3 separate regions of the Dromaius novaehollandiae genome follow, and all the other regions are linked to region 3. Evidence: chromatin contacts called from public Hi-C data. All regions are on one chromosome and are shown on one strand. The core of a region is the stretch at or near the end of the contact, and the rest is flanking DNA. Distances in the headings are between cores, read along the strand shown. Region 1 has its middle 46 kb from the start of LRRC74A. Region 2 holds the start of CIPC (CLOCK interacting pacemaker). Region 3 has its middle 24 kb from the start of IRF2BPL.

Region 1 (4,617 bases), core at 774-3,273, 67 kb before region 3:
CAGTAATGGGCCAGTCTCATCTGTAGCATAAAATGGTGCATCCTAACTGAAATCACAGGACTCGCTAGAATCGTAACAACATTGCTTCTGACTCTTTGGCTCTGCAATAGGACAGAGATTCACCAAGGGTACAGAGCAACTCCACTAATAAAGATTAGGCGCTGTGATTTCTGGAAGAATCATGTTCTGGGTTATCCCATGGCCCTCTGGAGTAAATGTCCGACCTTCTAGATGTGCTCACAAGAACCCTGGGAAAGGTCTGGAGTGTTGCCAACTCCTGTCTACATTTTTTCCCCAAAGCAGTTTTGCTTCATTACTGTTCAAGAAACTGAGAAGGGCTGTTGACAGGAAGAAGCCCTATTAGCAGAGACACTCTCCTGGAGGTGGTAAGGAAGAGACATTAGGCTGCTGTCTAAATCATGCAGCAGTCCAGCTGGCCAGGGCTTATTCCTCCTGACATCTGCTTTCTGAGGTACTGTCATCCATATTAGATTCCGTCAAAAGCCATTTTGCCACCAAGCTGTGCAGCTTCCTGGGACATGTGTTGCCACAGGGGGCCCACAATGCCCCATCTGATACCTTGGAGAGATGACATCCACCCCAACAATAAAGATGGAGGGGGCTGGGGGGTGGTTACAACCTCTGTATTCAGAGGCATTAGAGAGCTCTTCCCCCATGGAGATATTCTGCATTTAGCTGGCTAAAATGGGACAACTCATAATTCGCTCTTACAGAATTAGAAATTCAGACCCTTGTGACATTTGCTCTGCAGCTATCTAACCCTGAACAGTGATCTCATCAGAGCTCAGATACAGAGATGTCAAGTGGATGATACTTTTCTCAGGGGACTCCAAGGTTAATAGGTGTTAAAAGATGGGGTGTTGAGAGCTCAGTAAGTGGTGAGGAATGATCCCACAAGGCAGTGCTGTGTTAGGCACATGGCATAGCTAGAAGACTCATCTCTGGTACAAAAATTGAAATGCAGTCCTTTCCGGCTTCTGAAAGAACTCGTAGCCCTGTTTGAGAACCATAGTGTTAATTCATATACCAACTCAAGCAATTTCATTTTGCCTTCCTAAATTTTCCATATCATACATAGCTGGATGCAGCATCCCACTACTTCAAATGTTGCATAGCGTTGCTATGCTCTATTAAATAGCTTCCTTCTTCCTTGCCAGAAATAGCTACATTTCAATAGTGGGTGAAGAGATCCCGGTATTTATAGTTTCTAGAGCTTTTAGTTGGAATTGCTGGGATATATAAACATAAACACATGGTTTGATTTTGCTGTCTGGAGAAGAAGCAGTTAATGGGGAGGAACATTCAATATGGTCACTTTAGCCACTCCACCAGCACTTGCCACATAAGGGAGATTTCTGCCTGACCACCGTCTCCTCAGCCCCTACCCCTGATCTTTGTATTCAGCCTGAGAGGTATGACAGTATTTTGAAGCCAGAAGGAGAAGACAGGATACTTCATTAGCACTACTGTAAACTGTGTTTTAGACTATGACAGAATACTGAGTACTTTTAGACCTTCAGCAGGCTGCTGATGTTCCCCTTCCTAAGGAGTCAGCCCATGGGACAAGAGCAGAGGCAAAGGGACCAGTCAGAGTTGCTGGCACGGCTACTGGGAGGGAATTGCTGCTGGCAGGAGTGCCTGGGGAGCTGGATGTACCCAGCCAGCCAGTGAGCTGTTTTCACTCACCCTAGGGCAGATTTAGCTCAGAGATGGTATGTGAGGCCTTGGCCCCTATCCAGCTCTAGCTTTTCCCCTGCTTCCATGGATAGCAGCACAGGTTAAAGGGAGGAGGACTGAAGGAAGCATAGCCTTACTTAACCACACATGCAAATGATGAAATGTCTACAGTAATATGGAGCAAGAGAGAGGAGGTGAAAGGAAGGAGGGAGATAGGAAAAGGGGGAGGGAAGGAAAGGATTGCAGGGGATCCTCTCCAGCCCTGCTTACAAGGTGCTGGATAATTCATGGCTCTTGTTTACACTGCTCCAGACCACATCACAGACATTCCCGGTTAATGGCTTCCATCTGGAGCAGCCATGTGCTGCCCAGCCTCCACTGCACCATTCGTGTCCCTGCCAGCAGAGGAGTGTCTCCCTCCAGACCTTCCCACCCTCCTGCCTCTCACACACTGCTGTCACCAAGAGGGTTTGGTGCATGCACTGTCTCTCCCCTCCGAGTCTTCGCAAGACATTACTGTCATGTTTCCATGATCCTAGATAAGGGGGCTGGGATATACCTCAGACAGTGGAAAGCCCCATTTATGCGGAGCCCATGGGATGTGCTGGGAACACGATGCAGGGACACACAGCCATGTTATGCACAAGCTCAGCCTGAGTCCAGCAGGGATTATTAGCTCTGGCTCAGGGTCAACCCTGCTGGACTTGGGCTGGTTCCCAACAGGACCATTCAAGTGTCTCCACATTGTGCTCCCCAGCACGCCAGGTTTGGGAGGGTTTATTAGCTTGGGCACAATGCCAGATGTGAGCTGCCTCTACGCTTCTGTATAGTGTTTGCGCTAACAGACCTTCCCAGAACCCACAGTGCTCACTGCACAGTGGAAAGACACCTGCCTGGCTCGAAAGCAGCCCAGCCAGGTCGGTGCTAAGCCAGGCTTCATAGGCCTGCTGGATCTAGCATGATTGGTGTGAAAACTCTTAGGTGTCTTTGCTGTGTAGTCCCCAGCACTCCTGCTTCCATGAGTATGGTCCTGAGACAACCACAACAACTGGTTCTGCATGGGGCTGGCTTGTGTCCCCTGGGTTTACCAGGTTGGGCTCTGCACTTCGCCAAAGCGGCAAAGACATCCAGAGACCTGAACCGATCCTGGAAGTGTCACAGCCACTGTGCTGCACAAAGCCTCAGTTTCTGAGTCCTGCCAGACCTGGGCTGGCTTTGCCCAGCTGCCTCCACATCTGCGGCAAGGGCTGAAGTGCAAAGGCAGAGCCACATGTAGGCTCCAGGACCAGAATAGCCAGGGTGCTGCAGGACAAAGATGCACAGCGGAAAGGGAATAGCCAGAGGAGACACAAGCAAGAAGGGGCTGCTGCAGATCTGGATAAGCTGCATCCAGAAGATCCAGACCCCACTTGGCCCAGAGGACAGCAAACAGGGCCTGAAAACTGATTTTGGACTGTCATGACAGTGCGGAAAATTCAGTGAAGCTGTATTCAAACTCAGGCTACCAGGACAGTTCAAGCTAATTTATTTATTCTGGAGGTCGTACTGGGTCTTGGAGGTGTGGTCGTGGGTTAAAAGGAGGAACAGTGGAAGATAAACTCCTCACTCCGCTCTCATTGTTTCTGTCTTAGACTCTTTCCTTCTCTCTCTGCTAAGAAATACATTCCCCACATCTGTCGAGTCTGATCTGCTCAGAGCTCCAATGAGAGGCAGTCGAGGAGCTGAGATGGGAATGAAACAGATTCCCGGTCCGTGACAAGGAGCTGAGATTCCTCACTGCGCCCCATGCGGGTTGCCCTGTCATAAATCATCATTTGTCAAATTCAATAAGCATCTTTAACACAAAAACGACGCTATCTCCTGGGAGCCCCAAGTGCCTGAAATTCTGCACAGATGTGGAGATACCAAAATATGAGGAAGGGGGGAGGACGGGAGGGAGGAGGACAGATTTTGCACGGCAGAAAGGGAATTCTCCTCCGTGCTCTGCTCCCTCCCCAGCCCCTCCCCTTCCCCTCTGCATGCAGCCATATATGCCGTCTTCCTGGGAACACTGCAAACTCAGCCACTGGCACATTTTGCATCCTCTAAAAGCAGGAAGCAGGCTGTGTACATAACGCTGAAAACCTATCCCCCCCGGGGGTCCCACGCGTACCGCAGAGCCCCCTGCTAGCCTGGCGATGAAGGAGAGGGCAGAGGCCCCGGGGACTGACTTCCCGCTTTGGACACGGCGGGCCATGAGGTCCCTTTCATCAGAAATCGCGCTGCTGCTGTTTCCACTCCCCCGCTACCAACGTGAGAGCTGAATCTCCGTTAGACACCCCATCCCTTAGTGCGCAGCACCAGCAGGCAGGGGAATAGGGCCGCCTCGGGGGGGTCAGCTGTGAAATCTCCCCCTTTGCTGGGATGTGCTGCACTGTGGTAAAAGAGGAGAGGCTGGGTACGTGCGGCTGTGCGCTCGGAGGCTTACAGCAGCCTCTGCTACATTGCAGGTACGTCGCGGTGCGATATAACCTGCACACACAGCTTGCACTGCACCGTATGTTATCAATGCCTGAAACTCTAGGGACACATAGGAATATATGCAAATACACATGACAGCCATTTTGTCTTCCCCTCAGGATGACCGTGCCTATCTCCAAAACGTGAAGTACGAGTCTCTAAAGCTGCTTCAGCTGGAGAAACAGACAGAGAAGGGAGCTGCAAGAGACCAGCATCGCCTGCAGATCGGGCACCAGGGGACACAGACTGTCACACGCTGTCGCAGATTGACGCGGCTCAGCCCAGCGGCCCGCAGGTCACAGCAGTCTGCATCCCAGGCGAGGCCCCGCTTATGTGACATCCGCAACCGGCCGACACCGGGGACAGAGGAGGAACGAGGCAGGCTGGCCTCCGGGGGCTGAACAGCTGGGCTCTGGGGCC
Region 2 (4,159 bases), core at 580-3,079, 77 kb after region 3:
AGGAAGGGGAGAGAGGGAAAATGACACCAATATTATTAAAACACAGAAAACCCACATTTCAGAGCAGGGTAAATTCAGGTGATGAGGTTCCATTTAAATTTAAGGTTTAATTCAGCTGAATTCAGAGAGAATTCAGGTGATACGGTGTAATTTATTTAAAGCAGAGGAGCAGAGGTTAACCTAGACTATCTAAGAAAAAGTCTCTATTTATAATACAGTATTTCAGTTTTCCTACCTGCTGTCTCTCAGATGAAGGCCTGGTATCATACAGTCCCAATTCTGCTCTGAATCACCTCAATTGAATGGCAGATTGTCTTTCCCAAATCAGTCTCTGATGAACTGCTTTCAGTGAACATGCACATGCACTCCATATCCTTAGAAATTTGGTCTCTGTGGAGATCTGTAAGGGTTGTTTCTGGGGATAAGGCAACCAGGACCATGCCTGAGCACATATCATGATGCAACAGCATTCTTAGCATGCTTTTCCTCCGAACCCAAACCTCATAAATGGTAAGAGATCCAAATCCACAGTCTAGATTTCACACATCTCAAAGTACTGCTTAAATGTAACTCTGAGCCAACTCTAGTATTTAAATACTCAAAAATTACATTCTAGGAATATGTGTAACTAGCATTTTCTCACAGCACTTTAAATTAGCACTGGAACACATTCTGTGTTGCATTTGCAAAATGACAGCATCATTTCAAATAATCCCATTTTTGTTTGTTTTGCATGTGATAAGTCTGTTCTAAACTGTGCTGACATTAAAATGTCCTTTTCTTATCCGGTCAGGAACTTATTTGACCACGTTGACCTTTGTTAACAAGCATGTTTCAGGTTCTTTAACAAGACCATGATAACAATGAAAGTATTTCTTTTCATCCATTTCTATTCAGGGAATTCACTGTGCCCTTTGCTCAACCCTTCTCAACTCTGTTTCCCCTAATGAAATGGCTTTTCATGACCAAATGCAAAATATCCTAACAGACTTCTGGGTGCTGGTGGTGTTTATGGAGTTCTTAGAACAAGAATAGCTATTCCTGTTGTATACATTAATCCAGAAGATCCACTTCCACCTGCTTACTGGGCCTTGTTTTTCTGCAGTTCATGGAAAGCAAGTCCACACATTTCTTTCGCTAGCTTGTATTTAGCAACCACATAGAAGAATAAGTGTATCTTTTACTCTTCATTTGCTTATGATAGCTCCTCCTTTCACTATTTTTTTCTCTCCTTGAGTAAACAAGCCTAAATCTTTTGGACCTCTTTAGTTCTACTTTCTTCATTTTGTAAGTGGCTGACGGTCCAAACACTCTTGCTGCCATCTCTCACTCTTGGCATCAGACAGGCTCTACAAAACCCATTAACTGTATTCTTCAGCACAGTACTTGGAAAAGCCAGCAGCATCATTCCAGGATGCTGGCCTTAATCGCCCTGCCTCATCCCCTCAGGAGCCCAGGCCAGGCTATGGAAGGTGGCGGAAGGCCAGCGGGAGCTGCCCAGGCCGCCTTTCAGTGAGGGGCTGCTTTCTGCCACGTCCCGTCAGGCAGCTCCCAGCGGCTCCTCTCCCTCAGGGGCCCCGCGCCGCTCGCACGCCTGCAGGGCGCGAGGCCCGCGCCAACGGCGGCCGCGCCAACGGCTCCCGCCCCGCGCCCGCTCCCGCTCCCCCTCCCCGCAGCCGCAGCGCGACGCGGCAGCGCAACGCCACAGCGTCGCCTGCACACGCGGACACGCGCCGCAGCACCTCTCCCGCCTACCAACGGCCGCGACCGGGCGCATGCGCACCGCGGCCACGCCGGCTCCAGCGGCGAGCGCGGCCGCGGAGCGCGGCGGCTCGCTGTGCGCATGCGCGCATGCCGAGCCTCGTCAGGCAGCCTTCCTCTTCCGAGATGGGCTTGTTTAGGCGATGAGGGAGGGTTGTGTCCATGGTGGCGGCAGCGCGCATGCGCGGCCTGGCGGCACTCGGGTCCTGGCGCCCTGCGGGTAGGTGAGGGGTGGTCTGGTCCGACCAGGCCCGGTCCGCCGGGGCGGGGGAGGGCAGCGGGGGCTGGGGGCTTAGGGCCCCCTCGCCTCGCTATCCTGTGGCTGCGGCCCGACCGCCGGGGCCGCTCGTCGCGCCGCCGCGGCCGGGCGGCTGCGCGGGGCCCTCGGCTGGCGCCGGCCGCCTCCGCGCCGCGCTGCGGGCCCTGCCAGCCCTGCGCGCCCGGCGGCGGGGCTGGGGCCGGGGGCTCAGCCCTCGCCGGCTGCGGCGGCGGGCGAGCGCCGCGAGGCGGAGCCGGGCCGGGCCGGGCGGGCCGAGCAGCTGTCTCGGGGGCGCGGCGACCCCGCCGGGGGAGCGCAGGCCGGGGCGCGCATTTCGCCGCCCGGAGGAGCGGCCCCGGCGGTGCGGCCCCTGCGGGGCTCGTCTGACTTTTTTTTAGGGGGAAGAGCTGTGCCCGTCTGGCACCCGTCTGTTCTCAGCTCTGCTCTTCAGCGATGATCATCGGCACATTCCCTGTTCTTTAAAAAAATCGCTCGTTTTGGAGAGGGATAAGTAACTAAGGGAGGGACTTAAAGCTCATCTTCCAGTTAAACCAGTCTGTACCACGAGTACTCAATTAAATCTGCTCTCTTAGTGATAAGAGATGGTGGAGCAGGGTTTATGTTTTTTAATATAGCTAAAATGCATGCTGCTTAAAACATGTAAATGTCAGTAACTTCATCTATGATACAAGTATATACTTTTCGTACTGGATTTCCTGATCGGAAATCAAAATTCTTTGATAAGACTTTATCAAATGCTTCTGTTGATGGGACACAGAGCAGGATAGCTGTGGCCTAGTCCGCAGATGTTGCTCTAATATAGTTGGCTCTATCTCTGTTAGCACCTCAGCAGACGTGACTGAAGATAAAAAGCAGAAATGAGACAAAATACTGAAGTTCTTTTTTGTTGAGCATTATTCTGCCTGTCTTGTAGTTTTAGAGGCCATCACACCAGCATCTTAGCTCTGTTACCTAATGTGTAGACTTCATTACTGGAGGTGTCAGGTCTCAAGAACTTGAGCAGAATTCTAACAATTCTTCTTTTAAGAAGAAACTCACCTTTTGGGGTAGATTATTCCAGAATGTATCCGCTGCGATATTGTTAGAAGTATCTAGCAATGGATACCACCATTAGTGGACTGTTGGTCTGACAACTGTGCGGACTCCTGAGTTCCTGTATTTATATTTAAATTTATATTTAAATTTATAGTTCTAACATGAACCACAATTTTAAAGGGTTGTTTTAGAGGAAAGTAATTTCTACAAATAGTATTAGACCTAATTTCTATGGTTCATCCTGTCATCTTTCAGGTAGCCACCATCTGCGCTACTTTCTTTAAGAAAAGCAGAAACTTTATTCTGTCCTGTTAGAGTCTACCTAGACCTTAGGAAGCAGCTGAAGGTTGTGAAGAGTACTTGGTATGGGAGGCTATAATGTAACTATATTTTTTTCTGGTTTTCATAGCTTTTAGTTTTCAGAATGAGAATGCTGGAAGGCTAAAGGTATGGGAAGAAGAGGCGTTTCTAAGGCTGTATCTCCATTAGGAGTGCTTTGCAGGTATAGTATGTGTTGCACATTTAGCAATATGGATTTCTCTAGCCCCAGCACGTTCTCTGATCTCGAGATATACCTCACTCTGAGAGTGAAACAAACTAGCAAAAGCAAAGCTTTGTGGGTTCAGCTGCGTTTATGGTATGGGGGCTTGTCTGCACAGCTGACCTGTTTGAGGATGCAAACCCTACCCAGGATAGCTAAGTTTGTAAGACAGATATGGCCCGAGCAACCTTAATTCTTGAACAAAATGTTGTTTATGAATAGCTTTTAGTTTTGCCTTTTTGGATAGAGAAATATCTCTAATGCATTAATTTTCTATCTACATTTCATTCTTTGAATCACTTGAGATGCTTCTACTTCTGAAAGGTCTTCGATTAATTCACCAGCAGTGTAAAAAATTTAAAATACACAACTGTCCCACCTCACTAAGAGGAGTATTGATTTAATTACAGATAACAAACTTATGCTTGATAACTGCTATTTTATCTTAGTCGCCCATGGTTCTGAATTTCAGAACAATCAAGCAGAACTGGGTATTACACTTTTGACAGTTTAATACAATAAATTAAATTCCTATCTTCCAA
Region 3 (4,635 bases), core at 999-3,498:
AGACCTCAGCTGCTCTGTAGCCACTCTGGACCAACAAGCAGTATGAAGTGGCTCCAAGCCTGGCACAGTCATCCTGCGATCCTGCCAGCCTAGAGAGAGCTCTCAAGGACCCAAAGGAGCCTTACTGTTTCAAGCAATACCTGGACTAGGTACTGCCCTATAGACAGCAAGCATAAATTAGAGCAGCCTGCTTTTAATGTATACATGTACTCCTGACACACGTGTCATAAATTATACTGACGCTTTTCATTATGGCTTTATAAGCCTTTGAATTGGATTTTTTTAAATGGTCATGCCTGGAGAGGATGCTTTAAGTCTGAGAAGGATCAGGCATATTCAGGGCATCATTCGAAACATGAGAATACAAATAAATGTTTTTTTTATATAATTATAAAATGTCAATGATTTCACTGGACTAACTGCCTCTCATCTCATCAGTTCTGAGAAAATAAGCAGTTGTGGGCCTGGCTAAAATGCAGAGGGGAGATCATCTGGGAATTCAGGAAGCTAAAGGCCCAAGCCAAGGAGCTGTGGTTGAATGCTTGAGCAAAGATTCATTTCACCTAACTCTAACACTCTGAAAGTTAGGAATCTAGCCTAGGCTCCCTCTATAGTCAGTTGAGATAAATTCAATTTTACGAAGACAATTCATCACACCTAAAAGAAATACCTGCATGTCTGAGTGTGTGTATGCAGGTGCATCTCAGAGTACTCAAGGCAACAATGTTATCCTGGTACAGGCTGAGGACAGGTCACTTGAAACGCAGCTAGACAGACACAGATTGAATTCACATGGAAACGTCCAATTTATACTTTTCTCTCTGGAACTTGAACGCTCCCATATGTTGCTACTTCTTTACTAAGAAATTTGCAGTGCGTGCTACATATTAGTCGTGCTATCTCAAAGCTTGAGAGGCAAACACTGTTCTAGCTGAAGGAGAAGCTGGACATTTTAAAGGAATCTGCTACTCATTTTTAAAAGAGCAGAGGCAGGTCATTGCAAACTGTACTTGCTGTGACCTGGGAGGGATTTGCCTTGCCAATACATATTTAAGGGTCATGAAGGACTGATCTGTGATGCCTTCTGTGGACACTCTTTCAATGGATTGGAAGCAATAACATGCCATTTTTCAGGGCTGTAGCTCCAATTAGTTGCTTTTTCAGAAAAGGAAAGGGAAAAAAGAAAAAATACAAAACACTTGAATCACTGGGCTTCTATGTGAACCCTCAGAATTCAGAAGTGGGCACATCTGTTTAACTCTGATTTTTGTTCCAATTGGCTAAAAAGAAAACATTTACCTTTTCTTATTATTTTCCTTTCCCTCAATTTAGAAAAGAAAACAGAATCTGAGTTTATTGATCCAGTGAAATTTATTTGGGAAATTTCTTCGAAGCTGTGAACTAAGACAAACAGTAATTCATGACATATGCAGCAAATGATCATGCAAATCACAGAAAAGGAGAGGGAGGAGGAGAGTGGGAGGAAGAATTCTTCCCTTAGATGGAAAATGAATGGTTCTTTAAAATAGGCAACCTGGCAGGCTATCTGTCTGCCTATCTGTGCATTGCTTTTCTAGTGCACCATCGCTATTGTGTACAAGCATCAAATACAACATTAAAACTTGAATTTGGTTTGCCTAGTCATCATTCCTAGGTGCAGCTATTTGATTTGTTTGGTGGCTTGCATTTGGTTTTTAGCCTTCACAACCGTAGGGAGAATTTCGTGAAGCAGTGGGGTTTGCATTAGGCAGTGAAAACAGTCAGACTCTGGGTGATTTTGGTCAGATGGAGGGAGAGGTCTTTTTCCCTACAAATAAATCACGGCATTTGCCGTGTTCCTGGCTGAGATTGTAAGGTTTTAGGAGAAGAAATGGAGAGATTGTGCTAGCGTGAGGAATTTTGCATGGCTGAAGACCGGAGAGTAAAAATGGTCCTTCGTGCAAGAGTGTATGTGCGTGTGTGCGCGCGCGCGGGATCGTTTCTCGTTCTCCACCATTTCCTGAAAACAGGGCTTGGGGAAAAAGCACACAGACACATAACATTTTTCCATTAGCAGTGCAAGCAGGGGGAGGTAGCGGGGCGGGGGGGAGGGGATGGTAATCAGAGATCTGCTTAGTCTTCATCTAAAGAAAAATGCTTGGGCGCCTGCTTTGCCATAAATTGCATCTGGTGGTTGGAGCTACAGCAAGTTATTAAAGTGACTGCATTAAAGTCATAATTCAGCAGGTCGGCAGCACACTCTGCGGCCCCTCCTCCACCAGCCCTGCTGGCCCCACTCGCCGCAAGCACCCACCAGCAGCGGCCCGGGGCCAGCGCTCGCCGCGGCGCTTGCTGCCTTTTTTCCCATGGAGGGGAGGAAGGGGGTGGAGGAAGAGCAGCAGAGCGCACGGCATGGAGGCGATTTGCTTTGCAAAGTCACAGGGAGCCGGTGCTGCCCATTGGGGCCGGCGGCACAGGGAGGAGACATCCCGCTTCCCAGATGTGGCTCAGCGCGCAGAGCCACAGCGTCTTGCTCCCTCCCCGGCCCCAGGCCCCTCGCGCCATTCAGGCGGCTCTCCCTGTCTCTCGGTGAGGTGTGTGCAGAAAGCAGCACGTCAGGGTATCTGGGGAGCTGGGGAGGGCGATGGAGCCCGGGGAACGCACGCCGCTGCTGCTCCATGTGACGGAGAGGCAGGAGCGGGAGCGCAATGGCGCACACAGCAAGATGGGCGCCGGGGCGGCTGGCTCAGGGGCTGCCGGCAGCTCCGCAGCAGAAAGCCCTCACCACCGAGGTCAGAAGCCGGCACGGAGGAGGCAACGTGTGCCTCGCGTTTCGCCTTAGCGGTTGAACCGTTCCCCCCTCGCTATGATAGCTCCCCTCAGATAAAAGCTGCAATCTCATTTTCTTTTATAAGAAGTCAGGCACATAAAACATTCCCGCTAAATGGTTCAGGAGTCTCAAGCAGCTGTTAGGATAACAAACTTGTGCGCATGTGACTAGCAAGAGAACTACGGACAGAAAAAAAACAGAAAACTAATGAGAAAGCGGATTTTAACCTCGGCGCTCCAGAATCCTCTAAAAGCAGCGCTTTATTAAAAATCAAGACTACTTTCTCAGTGAATCACCTTGCAAAGATCCTTCTAAACACAGTTTTCTGGTGCTCGACCGTGGAAGGCCACCACGATTTGATTTGGGCCAGGTTTAGTACATGTGACCATTTCCACCCATTTCGAGGGGGGCCAGAAGCGCCCTGGGTCGGCCGGCAGGCCGGCGGCACACGCGTGCCGTGGGGGAGGGCGCTGGGGCCCTGTTTTCGTTGGCCTGGCTGTGGGGAGAACAGTGGGACGGGCCTCCCGGGCCATGGGGCGCCTTCCTTTCTTCCGATGTTAAATATTTTCTTAATGGATCTAAGGAGGAACGCCGAAGCCGAAAGTGCTGAGATGACAAGTGGGTGCAAGAGGTCAGCCGGGGCTGCCAGCGCAGGAGCAAGGCCAGCTTTTCGGTGCGTGTCCGCGGGTGCCGGCCTAGAAAACAGCAAGCAAGAGGGCAGAAGCACACACACTGCTCATCCTGCAGCAGGGCCAGATTTCTTGCTTAAAACAGGCATACAAGCGTGAATTTTTTCTGCAGATTACATGTATTAGAGACACTCTGATTTTTCCTTCTGGTTTTCACTAGCAGTAATACCTCTCAGAGCTTGCAGCCAACCGTAGCAGGGGAGGGGATTTCTTGCACTACCAAGGCATCACAAAATTGTCACACAGTTCCCTTGCCGCACAACCACACTTACAGTCACCACTATGGCGGACGAGTAGATCATCCCACTGCCTCCTGGGTCAGGGGAGGTTATTCCCACTGGGATTTTAGTATAAGCTTGAGATCCTCAGAGAATTAGATCTGCTGCTTGTCTACAGGACAGAAAGTGGCAGGGCAAGCTTTCCACATCGCTGCCTCCTGCCAACGCGGCTCAGCCTTGACCTGGCTACTGTTAGTGGCTGGACGGAGTGGAGTTCATTCTCTGTATCCCATTCATAGTCACCGGCCTTTGCAAACAAGAGGGAATTTAGGATCCAGGGTTTGTTTTCTCTTTTCTTTTTTTTTCAGAAAAGAAACCAACCAACCAGGAGTTGAGTTGTGATCCACTAAAATCCTTTCAAATGGACTCCCCATATGCAAGGTAGATGGCAACAACTTCTGAGCCCTACCGATCCACGGATAGCTTACAATGAGTAACACGAAATTAAAATGCAGCATATCCTGTAGCCACCCTGAGCTTCTCCGAGCTCTCAGTGTTTTGCATGCTGCAGGGCCACTTTGGAAAGGTAACGCTTTGTCATTGCAGTCTTTCTCTCTAGGAATTACGTAGCAGTAGATTTTTGTAGCTGTGATGGCCAAAGTGTGTAAGAAAAACAAGCTTTCGAAGGGAGAGCTTGTATGTCTGAAAGCTCATCCGGTTTTTTGTGAGAATAAGAAGTCAGAAAAAGGTATTACCCCTGTCTACAAACCTTGCCTCTCTTGAGCTTACCCTGCATTCACGTTTGCAAAGCACTTTGGAGAATGCAGCACTTCAGACAAATGCTAGGCATTACAGCTGTGATTGCCGCATTTATTATTCCGGATAACACAGCAATGAGACAGACATTCCTCTGTGAGGT

Evidence for each region. A called contact is a pair of places that touch in the nucleus more often than the background predicts.
Region 1: a Hi-C map of liver shows a contact between it and region 3, with 2.1 times the contacts expected there. The contact joins two enhancer-like sites. A contact is called at or near these places in 2 of 4 Hi-C or Micro-C datasets (brain and liver).
Region 2: a contact with region 3 is called in a Hi-C map of liver, with 7 times the contacts expected there. The contact joins the promoter of CIPC here to the enhancer-like site in region 3. A contact is called at or near these places in 2 of 4 Hi-C or Micro-C datasets (brain and liver).

The regions. Positions count from the first base shown.
Region 1 is chr5:26,054,772-26,059,388 of bDroNov1.hap1, reverse strand. No RefSeq gene overlaps it. Among named protein-coding and RNA genes, the nearest start is that of LRRC74A, 46 kb to the left of the region's middle. Within about 2 kb of position 2,023, at least 2 of the 2 cell types and tissues checked have open chromatin away from gene starts, as enhancers often do.
Region 2 is chr5:25,911,362-25,915,520 of bDroNov1.hap1, reverse strand. CIPC (CLOCK interacting pacemaker) reads left to right here and starts at 1,829. Exons shown (of 5, transcript XM_064512268.1): 1 at 1,829-1,981; 2 at 3,486-3,578.
Region 3 is chr5:25,988,209-25,992,843 of bDroNov1.hap1, reverse strand. No RefSeq gene overlaps it. Among named protein-coding and RNA genes, the nearest start is that of IRF2BPL, 24 kb to the right of the region's middle. Within about 2 kb of position 2,248, at least 2 of the 2 cell types and tissues checked have open chromatin away from gene starts, as enhancers often do.